Linked DNA regions of Sus scrofa: region 1 is linked to region 2. Evidence: chromatin contacts called from public Hi-C data. All regions are on one chromosome and are shown on one strand. Each heading gives the region's core, a stretch centred on a gene start, on an enhancer-like site or on the middle of the called end of the contact. The rest is flanking DNA. Distances are from core to core; before and after follow the strand shown.

Region 1 (5,554 bases), core at 636-3,135, 49 kb before region 2:
AAGGCAAGAAAGAGGAAGAGAGAGAAAATTCTACAAGACTTGGTCTCTTCCATAAAATCATCCTACCTGACGGGTAACACAGGGCTAAGAGAAAAGAAGTATAAAAGCATGTCCCAAGCAACACATGGGCAGGTGTGAGCAGAAGTGGCCATCTGTGAACCTGGGGGGACAAAACACTGTCGTCCGGAACCTCAGCATTCCAGGAAGGCTTCCTGGACAAAGTGAGCTTCCAGTTTAAAAGGAAAGGAAAAGTGGCCAAAGGCTACTGTGCCTCATTTAATGCGCACATTGTTCTCAGGAGAAAATAACGTCTCCCTTCTACAGAGACAGAAACCGTCTGGGTTGCTGGATGAGCATCATACCTGGGATGTTTGCCACGTAACTGAGTTTGTGAGAAGGGGGCAGAAGGCTCAGGAATGATTCGAATCTCTACCACTGTTTGCAGTTCCTTTATTCCTGAATCACCACCTGGGAGGGTGTCCACAGAGGATGGAAGGTCTGGTCATTCCTGGTTGTTCCTGGTCTTTCCTGAATGTCTGCAAGCGCTCCACTGTCCTGCTTGACATCGGGGGCTCTGCTCCTTCTGGAACACGCCCCGGACAAATGGCTTGAGCCATAGTCTCTGTGTGAGCAGAATGGGGTGCGAGAGGAGCCAGCTGGGTTTGGGACCAGATGGGAACACCCTGATGGAGGTGCCTGGGGCTATCCATGCACAGCCATTACAGGAGAAGGAAATGAACCCCCAACCCCCCCAAAGGGCGGTTCCAGGGAGACCTTCTCCCCTCCCCTCTCTCCCCTCCAGACCAGTTCTGACATCTCCTTAGAGCCCAGTGCCCAGAGGGGCCCTGCTTTCTGTTACTGAGCTGGGCCATCATCGGGGATGGGCCACACAGTGCGGTGCAGGAGGCGTGGATGTGTGCTGGTGTCCGTCCGCCGTGAAAACACACTGGCTTCTTGCAGCACCTGCCGGGAAGTCGAGGAGTGTGCGTACTCGCCAGAGTGGGAGAGACTGCAAACTGGAGGGAAAGGGCACAGGCAGGAGAAGAAGAGCCCCCCTCACTCCCACACTCGCACCTGCCAGCATCTCACCGGTGCCCCTGCCTGTTCCTTCTAGAGCGTTCAGCGCCTCTGGCTCCGCGCCCCTCCTGCAAGCGTGTGGAGCAGGTGAGGAAAGCTGCCTCAGCGAAGTCAAGACCACATGGTAGGCGGCAGGTCTAGAGACCATGGTCTGGGTCCTTTGATCCCCCCCCCACACTCTACCCGGGGCGGACAGCGGACCGCTGTACCCTCGGTACCACAAGCTAGGAAAAGGCAACCTTTAGCGAACACGGCCCACTCGCCAGGATTCATCAAGCCCTTTAGGCAAGTTAACTCCATCCTCGCCGCAACCTCACGAGGGCAGATGAAGTAGGTACGCTTACTAATCCCGCTTTACCCGTAGGGCAACCGAGGCACAGACGTGACTCGCCCAGGGTCGCGGGCGGGGACGAGAGGGGGAGGCGCAGCGCCCTGGGAGGGACTGGGGGGGACTGGGGGGATTGGGGGGGCCTGCGGAGGGCCGGGCCCTGCGGCTTCCAGCCCCGAAGCGCCGGGCAGGCCCGGGCTGCCCATATAAGGCCGCGGGCGTCCAGGAACGTTTCAGGCGCACTAGGGCGCCCCGCGGCCTGCAGCCTCCTCCGCGCCGAGGAATGTGTGGAATCTTCCTCCCCGGCTGCCGCCCTCCGCCGGGAGGACCTCCCCTCCGCCGGGGCCGCGATCAGCCCCGGAGCCAGCCCGGGGGCCGCCCGCCGCCTGGCCGCTGGGGGGAGCGCGGCGCCTCGGCGGAGCCGCGGGAGGCGGGGAGGCGGCCGCGCGCCCTCACCTGCCCGGGGCGGCGCGCGCGGCCGCAGAGGAGGCGGCCCGGCCGAGGCCGCGGAGGAAGGAGGCCGGGAGGAGCCTGCGCCCGGCCCGCGGCGCGGCCGCCCAGGGAGCCTCGTGGAAGTGGCGGGAGCGCGGCGAGCCCGCGCCCATGGCTCTGAGCAAAGGGCTGCGGCTGCTCGGGCGGCTGGAGGCCTCGGGGGAGAGCAGCGTCCTGCTGGAGGCGCGCGGCCGCGGGGACTGCCTGCTCTTCGAGGCCGGCACGGTGGCCACGCTCGGTGAGTGCGACAGGCGGCGCCGCCCGGGGTTCGCGGCCGGGGCCGCCGCGGCGGGGCCGGGCCCGGGGCCGCGCCCGGGTCCCCTGCCCCGGGAGGATGCCCGGAGGCGAGGGCGCCTGCCTTTGCCCAGACGTAGACGGGCACCTCCCTTCCCCGAGGTGACCAGTCCCGGGCGGCGCGAAGGCGGCCGAGGCGTCGGGTCGCACGCGCGGGGCGGCGGGTGGCCTGTTTGAATGAAGTGACGCCGGGGACGCCAGAGAGCGCGTCTGGCTGCGGCCGGGCGCGCAGGCGGCCCGCGGCCCCTCCTCGGGTCTGCCCGCTGCGCGCCTGCCTGGCGGAGGGTCTGTTCCCGGAGAGCCGCCTCCGGCCTCTTGGGCCCCGCGCTCCATCCGAGGGGGCGACTGGGGCGCTGGCCCGACCAAGCGCCTGGCGCTGTTTTTCTTTTGCACTTGTTGATGAAACCAGTGAGTGCCTGTTGCTTTGTGAAGGTCGGCTTCACTCCCCGGAGGGGATGGGGAGGAAAGCCCCGGGACACGGCATCTTTGTTTCATATGAATACTTGGCTGAGTAGCGTCATTACCGCAAAGTATAGAACTTGGAGGCAAATATACTACGTGGTGATCCTGTGCTGTGGATATTTGACGTTAAGCAGGTGTCCAGCCAGTATACTTCATCTCTGTGCTCCAGCGAGTCTTGACACTGATATTGTGTCAAGGGCTTTAGAGACTATCTCATTTAATTTTCACAGTTCTCCACAAGGGCTGTTATATCTGCATATTACAGAGGAGGAAACAGGTCCGAAGAAGCTAAGAAACTTGCTTGCCCCAGGTGACACAGCTCCACCAGAGTTCCATGTGGCAATTTCTGTATTGTCCCTGCAGTGCTTGACTTCCTGGAATCACCACTGCTGGGTCCCTTGTTTACTGGCTAACATTCACGAGGAAGGGCTGGTGATACCAAAGTGAGCAAAACCAAGTGGGGTTGTTAGAACTTCAAACTGAACGCCAGGGAGTCGGCTCACAGCTGGTGTCCAGCTGTACCATCTTCCCTGGTTCGCAGCTGAACAAAGCACAGAGGAGGGTCTGGGTGTTTGACCAGTGCCCTCAGCCCCACAATGCTTTATAACTGAATCTAGTCCTTTTTTTTTTTTTTTTTCCTTTCACCCTGTGCACATCAATTCTTCAATTAGATTCTTCAGTACACATCTTGGAAGGACCGAGACGTCCTTCTCTTTCCTCTTCTATTTCAGCTTCGCTAATCATTTCATGAGCATATAGTTATCTGGCTCATTTGCAGTCAGTTGGTTACTAAAACAGCTTCACCAATCTTGTCACACCATAAATGTACAACAAATCATGGTTGAAATTATTATCAGATTATTCCAATTTGTGCTCTCTCCCGAAAAGCCCAAGTTTGGTTATGTGCTAAGGTCTCCAAAGAAAATCACAGAAATTTCCATTCCGTTTGAGATGTCTCCTTCATACCACGTTTATCAGAGCTGAGAGATTAATTGCATGGTACAAAACTACTGCTTCATCAAAGGGGTTAAAATATCCTTTGGTTGAATTACAGCAACCTTACGTAAGGTTCATATATATTTAAGAGTGCCTTTGAAGCCGTTGGGATAAAAAAGTTTATCTTCCTCAAAAGTGAAGATCTTTCAGTGATTAACAAATGTAATAAAGTGCTTATTTTCCGTTTGGAAATTAGGTTTGGGTTGAAGTCATGTATATAGTGTGTTGGTGAGTACAAGGTACCGAGATGCTTTAGAAGGCAGCTGTGGAAGGACGAGGTGCTGGTGCTGGTCCCGAGAAGGATTGGAAGAGCCTTCTGTTACTGGAAGGTTGTTGTCTCAGACTTTTCGAGTTTCCTGAACATGTCGTAATTGGACAGACTGGCTCTGAACTTGAAATTCCCATCTGTGTTCCAAAGGTCTGGCTCTTTGCTTTCCTTTCCTGGGTAAGGTTAAGAGTGCTTTCATTTTTCTTTTCTTTTCTTTTTTTTCCCAGAAGGTCGCAGTCTCTGCTGTTGTGTAGGACAGGACACCTGGGGCAGCTGGCAGAGCTGGTAGTGGAATTCTGCCCATTCCATGAGGTTCTAGGTTGGGTGCAGCTTCCTTTCCACGTCAGCTGTGGTTTCCTGTGATAGGTCTCCCAGGTGAGGGATGAGAGGCCAAACAGACTTAGGTCAAGGGTTTATTCCTACGAGGGTCGTGGTTTTTCCCTGGCCGCCGAGTGGTCCTAAGATTCTGTGCAGCTCTGTGGCGGATGCGTGCTACTGCTTTCATGGGGCCCTGCAGGGGAGCTCGGTGGGCCCGACAAGCATTAGCACAGCTCTCCAAGGCACATTTGAACTCGTAAGGATCATACCTTGAAAAGGCTTCACACTGAAAGGGGTTCATCGTTGTTCTGTGATTTCAGGCAGAGCTGAGACAGGCTTGAATGGGGTTGTGAGTTTAAGGAGAAACTCTTGCTCCTTGCTTGGTCGATTGCTAGGTTAGCCCTTCTCTTTTTTTTTTAAGACACAGTGCAAATAGCTTTTATTTTTATTTATGTATTTATTTTTGCTTTTCAGGGCTGCACCTGTGGCATATGGATGTTCCCAGGCTAGGGCGTGGAATCGGAGCTATAGCTGTCCTCATACACCACAGCTCCCAGCAATGCTGGATCCCTGACCCACCGAGCGAGGCCAGATATCGAACCCACATCCTCATGGATCCTAGTGGGATTGGATTTGTTTCCACTGCGCCACAACCGGAACTCCTAGCCCTTCTCTTCTGACTTGACCTACGTGGCCTCCTCGCCTGCCTGCAGGAGGGTTGCTGGAGGAATACTTCCTACTTCCAGCTTCCAAATGAATTAGGGTGAGACTCTAACGTGGATCAGTGGCAGCAGGAATTCCAGAGGCAGAAAAGCCAACTGTATTGGCACCAATTTCAAAGTTTTTTAAATCAAGTCTTCTTGATGCCCTGATTCAACAATAGGAGGCTTCTCAAGTGAAGATAAAAAAGCCAGAGCCTGTGACAATTCCCCTGTGTCCAAAACCCACAATTAGCATACAGATGTTCTCTCATTTGCATTCTGGGACAAACAGGACCTGCCATTGTCTCTCTCTTTGTCGCTTTTAGACTCCCTGTGGACCAGATAAAGGCAACTGTGCCTATTATTCATGGATTTCACCCCTTTCAGAGCCGGCACCAACACTCCAAAGTTCAGTTTTCTCCAAACAGACTCCCAAGCAGGGCGGCCTGCGAATGTTCCTGTGTTTGCACGTGTGTGCAACCTGCCCCACCCTCCCCCAGCCACGCTCTCTGTGGAGTCAGCAGCCGGGAACAGGGTGGAAAGGAAGTTTGCGGGCAAGTTGTCAGGGAGCGTCCCTACGTTACTTGGGGCTTCTGGAGGAAAAGGGCCTGTGTAAAC
Region 2 (6,042 bases), core at 2,788-5,287:
TTTCAAACCACCCCCTCCTGCTTCACTTTTCTTTTCTTTTCTTTTTTCTTTTTTTTTTTTAGCAATGATACACACTGCCTTGCTTTTAGGTTTTCCCTAAGCAGGTAGAACAGTCTAGCTCTTCCCACGCAGGCTGTGTGTGCTTCTGTGTGTGTGTGCGCACGCATAGGAGTGTTCTGTGTGTGTGTGAATGCAGGCATGGGTGTGTGGTGTATGTGATTGCACAGACAGATGTGTTGTGTGTGCACTTGTGTGTATGTGTGTGCGCAGGTGCAGATGGCCTCTCGGTCTCCCTGGGGGGACGTCGAGTCTTCAGCTCTGCTGGGAGCCCGTCCTGGGTGGCTCGCTCTGCGGCTGTGACTCACGGCACAGACAGTCCCACTGTCCCCCCCACTCCACCCCCCATCGCCCGCCCAAAGAAAACAAAGGAGGATAGATAAATACTGGCTACTGAAGATAAGGCCAGTGATTAATCCAGGGAGGCCGGGACGACCCCGAGAGCCCTTCCAGGGATGCAGACTTGGGGGAATTGCTTTGCCAACACCTCATCGGGGACAGACCTTCCGTAAAAAGCCGTTTAGAGAGAAGTAGTGTCTGTACCCAGCCATTGTCTTCCTGCTTCTTCCTTCCCCTCTCAAGTTGTTGGGTTGCTGCTGCTCCCAACCCTGTGTGGGAGGGGGCACTTGGGTGCAAGGGCAGGAGTCCCAGGCCCAGCCTCCAGCCATACCCCAAGGTGGCTCCCCCTTCCTGCAGCCCCTCCTGCTCTGCCCTCCATCTCTGTCTGACCCCCTCTCCTTCCCTGGTGCCTGGTCCCTGGTCCCGTGTCCTGAGCCCTGCCCACCCCTCTCTGTCCCCTGGGGGGCCCTGTCCACTCTCACGGGACGGCATGCTCCTGGACTGAAGGGGAGGGGGTGACTGCCGTGGACTTCGGTCATGCTCCCTCCTGTGCTGCCCTTGGCACTTGCCCCCTGTGACCGGGTGACACTAACTCCGTTGAAAGAGGGAAACTGAGGCTGGAGGTGGTCGAGGAACCAGGGTCGTCGTTGAGCAGATGGGTTTGGGCAGAGTGGAGGTTGGTGGTGCCCCACGCACTGCCCTGCATCCACTCCCCATCCTGCCCCCCGACCCCAGGGGCCCCAGAGACCCTCTGCTAAAATTACCTCTGAGAGTGAGGCTTTGACTCTCCCACTAGTGTCAAAACCTGAGTTCTGAAGTTCCCGTCGTGGCTCAGGGAGTTAAGAACCCAACTAGTATCCACGAGGTTGCGGGTTCAATCCCTGGCCTCACTCAGTGGGTTGAGGATCTGGCGTCGCCATGATCTTTGGTGTAGGTCGCAGACGCAAGCTTGGATCTGGCTGTGGCTGTGGCTGTGGTGTAGGCTGGCAGCTGTAGCTCCGGTGTAGGCTGGCAGCTGTAGCTCCAATTGGACCCCTAGCTTGGCAACCTCAATATGCTGCAGGTTCAGCCCTAAAAAAATGAACAAAGCTGAGTTCTTTGGCCCAGTAGGGAAAGCGCTGTGTGATGCCTTAGGAACAAGGAGGTTCCTAATGATAGGACGGCGGATAGAACTGGGGTAGGAAGAGTGGAGAAACTGGGCAACATCTTTTCTCCCTGCCCTAGGGGTAGGGTCTGGAGCGCCTGGACTGCCCATCAGTATTTTCTGAAGCTGGTTCAGTGCAATTTCCAGCTCAAGAAGGACACGGTCTAATGCTGGAAGTAGTACTTTCAGCACATGTTACAGTAAAGGCTAGTACTGCTTGAGCTTAAATCAGCTCCTGGGCGCTGTTAAGAGGCGTCTTTTTTTTTTTTTCCTCGTTTGCAGCTGCACCTGCAGCACATGGAAGTTCCTGGGACCAGGGGTCAAATCAGAGCTGCAGCTGCAGCCTACGCCACAGCCATGGCATCTTGGGATCCGAGCTACATCCATGACTTTTACAACACTTCGCAGTAATGCCAGATCCTTAACCCACTGAGTGAGGCTAGAGGTTCGATCTAGATTCATCCCCACAGAGACAATGTCATGTCCTTAACCCACTGAGACACAGTGGGAACTCCATAAAGATACTGGCTGAACTGGTTATCTCTCAACCATCTGGATGTGTGTATGTCACACCGGCAGCTAGGTTTATGCATATAATCTCGTTGTTGCCAACAAACAACCTGCTACTGTCTTTCTCTTTTGTCAATAGAATCATAGAGGGTAACAAATTGGCTTATAGTCAATACCTAGAAATAGAAGAATTCTTAACCCTGGTGTGTTTTTCCTTTGAGGCTGAAGGCTAGCGGGTCAGCCCAACGTAACTACCAGGCTCGTGTAATTCCTGCCGTCCAGGGAAGCTTCGGGTCTAACGTTCAGGTTCCCACTGCGGAATTACTAATGCATGTGTGATCTGAGGGTGATGAGCCGCATGGAAAGCTACCCTGTAAGGGAGCAGGCCAGTACGAGATGGAAAGGGCCGGCAGCATCGGCCTGGCCGGCCCTGCCAGGCCAGGGTAGAGTTACTCAGATAAAGGGCAGCATCTGATAACTGCCACAGCCTCCCCTCGTGATGCTCAGCATGGTACTTTTTGTCCTTTTAGAATTCTCTGGTGCTGCAGCATCCGTGGGGGCCTGCAGGCAGGTGAGGAGCTGGTCCGCCCTGAAGAGCTGAGCGTGGGGCGGGGAGGAGACGCATTCTTTAGTTGAAGCCTCGTCTGTGTCTGTGCAGGTGCAGTCACACTGGAAGCTCGTGGAAGCTGTGTGTGTGTGTGTGTGTGTGTGTGTGTGTGTGTGTGTGTGTGTGTGTGGACTCCGTGGCACGTTTAAGAACACGGTGGTGTCGGGCCAGGACAAACTCCAAGGTCAGGTCGAGTCTTGACTTGCACTGTCAAGTGCAGGACCAACTAGTACAGTCAACCGCGGCCTCAGGCTGCAGCCAGTTTCTTCCATTTCATTCGGTCCGTTTCCAGTCCCTCTCTGATACTTTGCCAGGTACAGGGTGAAAGCTGGGCTCTCAGGAAGGTCTCAGTCAAATCCCAGAGCCTGTTTGCTTCTATTCCCGAAAGTGGGTCAGGGCACCGCTGGGCTTTGCCGGGAGGTCAGTGGGGTCGTGGGAATGCCTGGCTGGCTGCGGCCGATCCTCGGAGGCTGGTGGGCAGCCAGCAAGCCTGTGAGCGCTGGGCCGGCTTGTGGGTCGGGGGGCAGCTTGCCCAGGCCGGGAGCGGGGCCGCGGTGCTCCGGGCCGCTGCCGTCCTTGGCTGTGGCTGGTGTCGGTCTCAGGCAGCCGGATCCTGTTACCCGGCTCCAGCACATTCAGTTTCATTGAAGAAGCCTTTCTCCTCTGTCTCCTTGTGGTGCAGACGATTTACATGGATGATGGAGTGTCATCTTTTGTCCAGATCAGAGGCTCCGTCCCGCTGTTTTGGGAGCAGCCAGGGCTTCAGGTAGGTAATGAAACACGTCCATGTGTATTCTGCTTCCCCTGCTTTTCTCTTCCAGACGGCTCTGGGTCCTGTCTTTTAACCATGCTTCTTTCATGGCACAGTTGCTGGTCTTTTTTCCCTGAACTATCCCAGTGTGTGTGGATTGAGCTGAACTATCACAGTGTGTGTGTGCGCGCGCACACACGTGTGTATGTGTGTAGTGTTGTGCACAGACACATATACATTGTGTGTGATTTTCTGATCGCGAGCTCACTGTTGACGCGGGCGGAGTGGGAAGGGCTTTGTCTCTGCGGGTAAATGGATCATAGCGTGTGATTGGGTGCGGTTACCTTCCGTTAGACCCACGTTCGTGTATTGAGAATGTGACCAAAGATATCTTTTGAGAGTTGTGCCCACCCGCCCCTGGCAAGCTCTGCAAGGTTCAGGGGGCCCTGGGGACCATGCAGCAGGGCTGGCATTTAGAGGTGCCTGTTGCGGGGCCCACGTGAGAATTGCACAGAGCTTTCCTGTGATTTCTAAAAATACCCCTTGCCATCCGAAACAGAGCTCTGAGTGGTGCCAGAGGTATTTGGCATCTGTGTCCCAGGAAGAGCTCAGGGTGTGGGTCCAAGAACACATTTGTCGGCAATGGAACAGCCGCCCCATTCAGTGGGTTCCTACCCGGGAGCTTCATGGCCGAGTGGACCTGGGACCCGGGTCTTCCTCCCTGGCCCGAGGGAACATTGGTGCGCTCAGAAGACCCCTGTGCCCGGGCCCCTGTCACTTGGGCTCTTCTTCCCGAGGGCTGTGTGTGGCGGCGGCTGGGTCTTCAGCCAGGGGCCGAGGAAGCTCAGGGACGCCTGCCAGCGTCTCGGGACTGTGACACTCTGGGTCTCACCCGCCCTTGACTTGACCCAGCCTCAGCCGTGGGCACTTTGTCCTTATGGCTGGCATCGTGCTGCAGCTGGCAGCCGTGGAAAGGAACCGTGTCCACCCTTGGGTGAGGCCAATGGAGGAGTGTCTCACTGGGGCCCTGAGTTCTGTGGACAAAAGCGTTACTAACACTCAGCTTTCCAAGAGAAAGGAACCCCTGAGACGCATGAGGCAGCTGGAGGCGTTAAGGGGCAGCACAGAGAAGGGCAGCTGAGGACGCAGAATTCCTCCGCAGTGCATCCGCAGAGAGCGTGGTCTTCAAACAGTGCATGAGGTGTCATTTACCTACACAAGCCTCACCCCACTGAAAGTGCGCGGTTCACGTTTAGTGGGTTTACGGAATTGTGTACCCACCACCGTAGTCTAACTTTAGAGCACTTTCAGCACCACCAAGAAAACCCTGTGCCCATCAGTGGTCACTCTCCCTGGGGCCTGGGCAACTGTTTGTCTACTTTCTGTCTCTATAATTTGCCTATCCTGGACATGCTAAAAGGGGTTTTAAACCTTGATTTTCTTTAGATTTGGAGTTTTCCTTCAATTTGTAAAACCCCCCAAAAAACCCTGAACTGGGGGATGGTCATGATCGAGTCTTAGAATTTGGGCTGGGGGGGCTTTGAAATTCATCTGTTTCACCCGCTCACCCAGTTGGGGGTCTTGCTTCCAGGTTCGAGGCCATGATTGCGATGGCGCCCTTATTCTTGCTGCTGCTGCTGTTGTTGTCAGCTAGTTTCTCCTTGCCTTGCGAGTCTCTACAGAGTGTGCCGGGCACACGCCAGAGCCTGAGTTCTCAGGCCTTCACGTACCTGCATGGCTCCCCCTTTCTCCCTTTCGTCGTCTTCCAGCCCTTGGGCCATCTCCGTCAGATTTCCAGGACTCCCCTTGCTTTGTTCTCCCTCTTCTAAAGTCAGAACGAAACCTATCGTTCCCCTCTAGTTTTGGTCTCCAGCTCGACCCCCCAGTGCTCTAGACGCAGCCTGACCATGCCCTGGAAGAGCTGTCCCTGGTCTGACCCACTGTCCCGCATCCGTGGACCTTGGGTGACTTGCTTTTCTGCAGCTTGAGCACCTTTTAGTTTCAGGACCCTGGTGCTCCCCCAGAAACTCCCCCGGAGACCCCCCCCCCAGAGACGCCATGGTTTCTTCAAAATAAGTTTCAAAGGCTTTGGTGTTCATGCCTCTTAAGGACTTGCTAAGCTCTGGGCCTCATAGCCGTGCTGATTCTCTAAATGCTGTCTGTCATCAAAGAGAAGTGAGGTCATCTTCGGGGGGGCCAGGAGGGCAGCTGTCAGTCACCCCACCCAAACTATCAATAGCAAGCCTGATGATGACGATTCTGGTTGTCTTTTTGCATTTTGCAAAATTCCCCCTCCTTCTTCACTTAGGTTAGAGAAAAAGTGCAAAGATTTGGGGGCGAGTAGCTTGTGCTTGCTTTTTAAGTTGCAGTATTACGCTTGTCTCTTACCCCCCCCACCCCCCTTCCCCGGGAATGGATGAGCCGTGGTGGGGGAGGGGGTGGGGGAGCAGAGAAAACCGAGGAAGGATGATTGGTCTGCACGTTTTCATGGTACCTTTTGTTACAAATGCCGGGATCCTGACTGCATTTCTAGCAACCATGTACCTTTAGTAATTCATCTTTAGCACGTGAATAGTTGTGCAGTTTATAAATAGCCATGCTGAAATTTTACTCTTAGAGCTAATTGCTCTTGTA

Evidence for each region. A called contact is a pair of places that touch in the nucleus more often than the background predicts.
Region 1: a contact with region 2 is called in a Hi-C map of skeletal muscle, with 5 times the contacts expected there. The contact joins the promoter of SYNJ2 here to the enhancer-like site in region 2. A contact is called at or near these places in 8 of 47 Hi-C or Micro-C datasets (blood, embryonic fibroblasts, liver and 3 more) and 1 of 2 datasets of contacts at active chromatin or transcription factors (skeletal muscle).

Annotation. Positions count from the first base shown.
Region 1 is chr1:9,105,381-9,110,934 of Sscrofa11.1, reverse strand. SYNJ2 (synaptojanin-2) reads left to right here and starts at 1,885. Exons shown (of 28, transcript XM_021086423.1): 1 at 1,885-2,135. The coding sequence starts at 2,009. It overlaps LOC110259909 (a long non-coding RNA gene), which reads right to left and starts at 1,499. Exons shown (of 2, transcript XR_002342370.1): 1 at 1,075-1,499; 2 at 434-963.
Region 2 is chr1:9,057,891-9,063,932 of Sscrofa11.1, reverse strand. SYNJ2 (synaptojanin-2) reads left to right here. Exons shown (of 28, transcript XM_021086423.1): 5 at 3,340-3,423. Among named protein-coding and RNA genes, the nearest start is that of SYNJ2, 48 kb to the left of the region's middle. Within about 2 kb of position 4,037, at least 5 of the 83 cell types and tissues checked have an H3K27ac peak or open chromatin away from gene starts, as enhancers often do. A contact at or near this core is called in skeletal muscle, where this site is marked.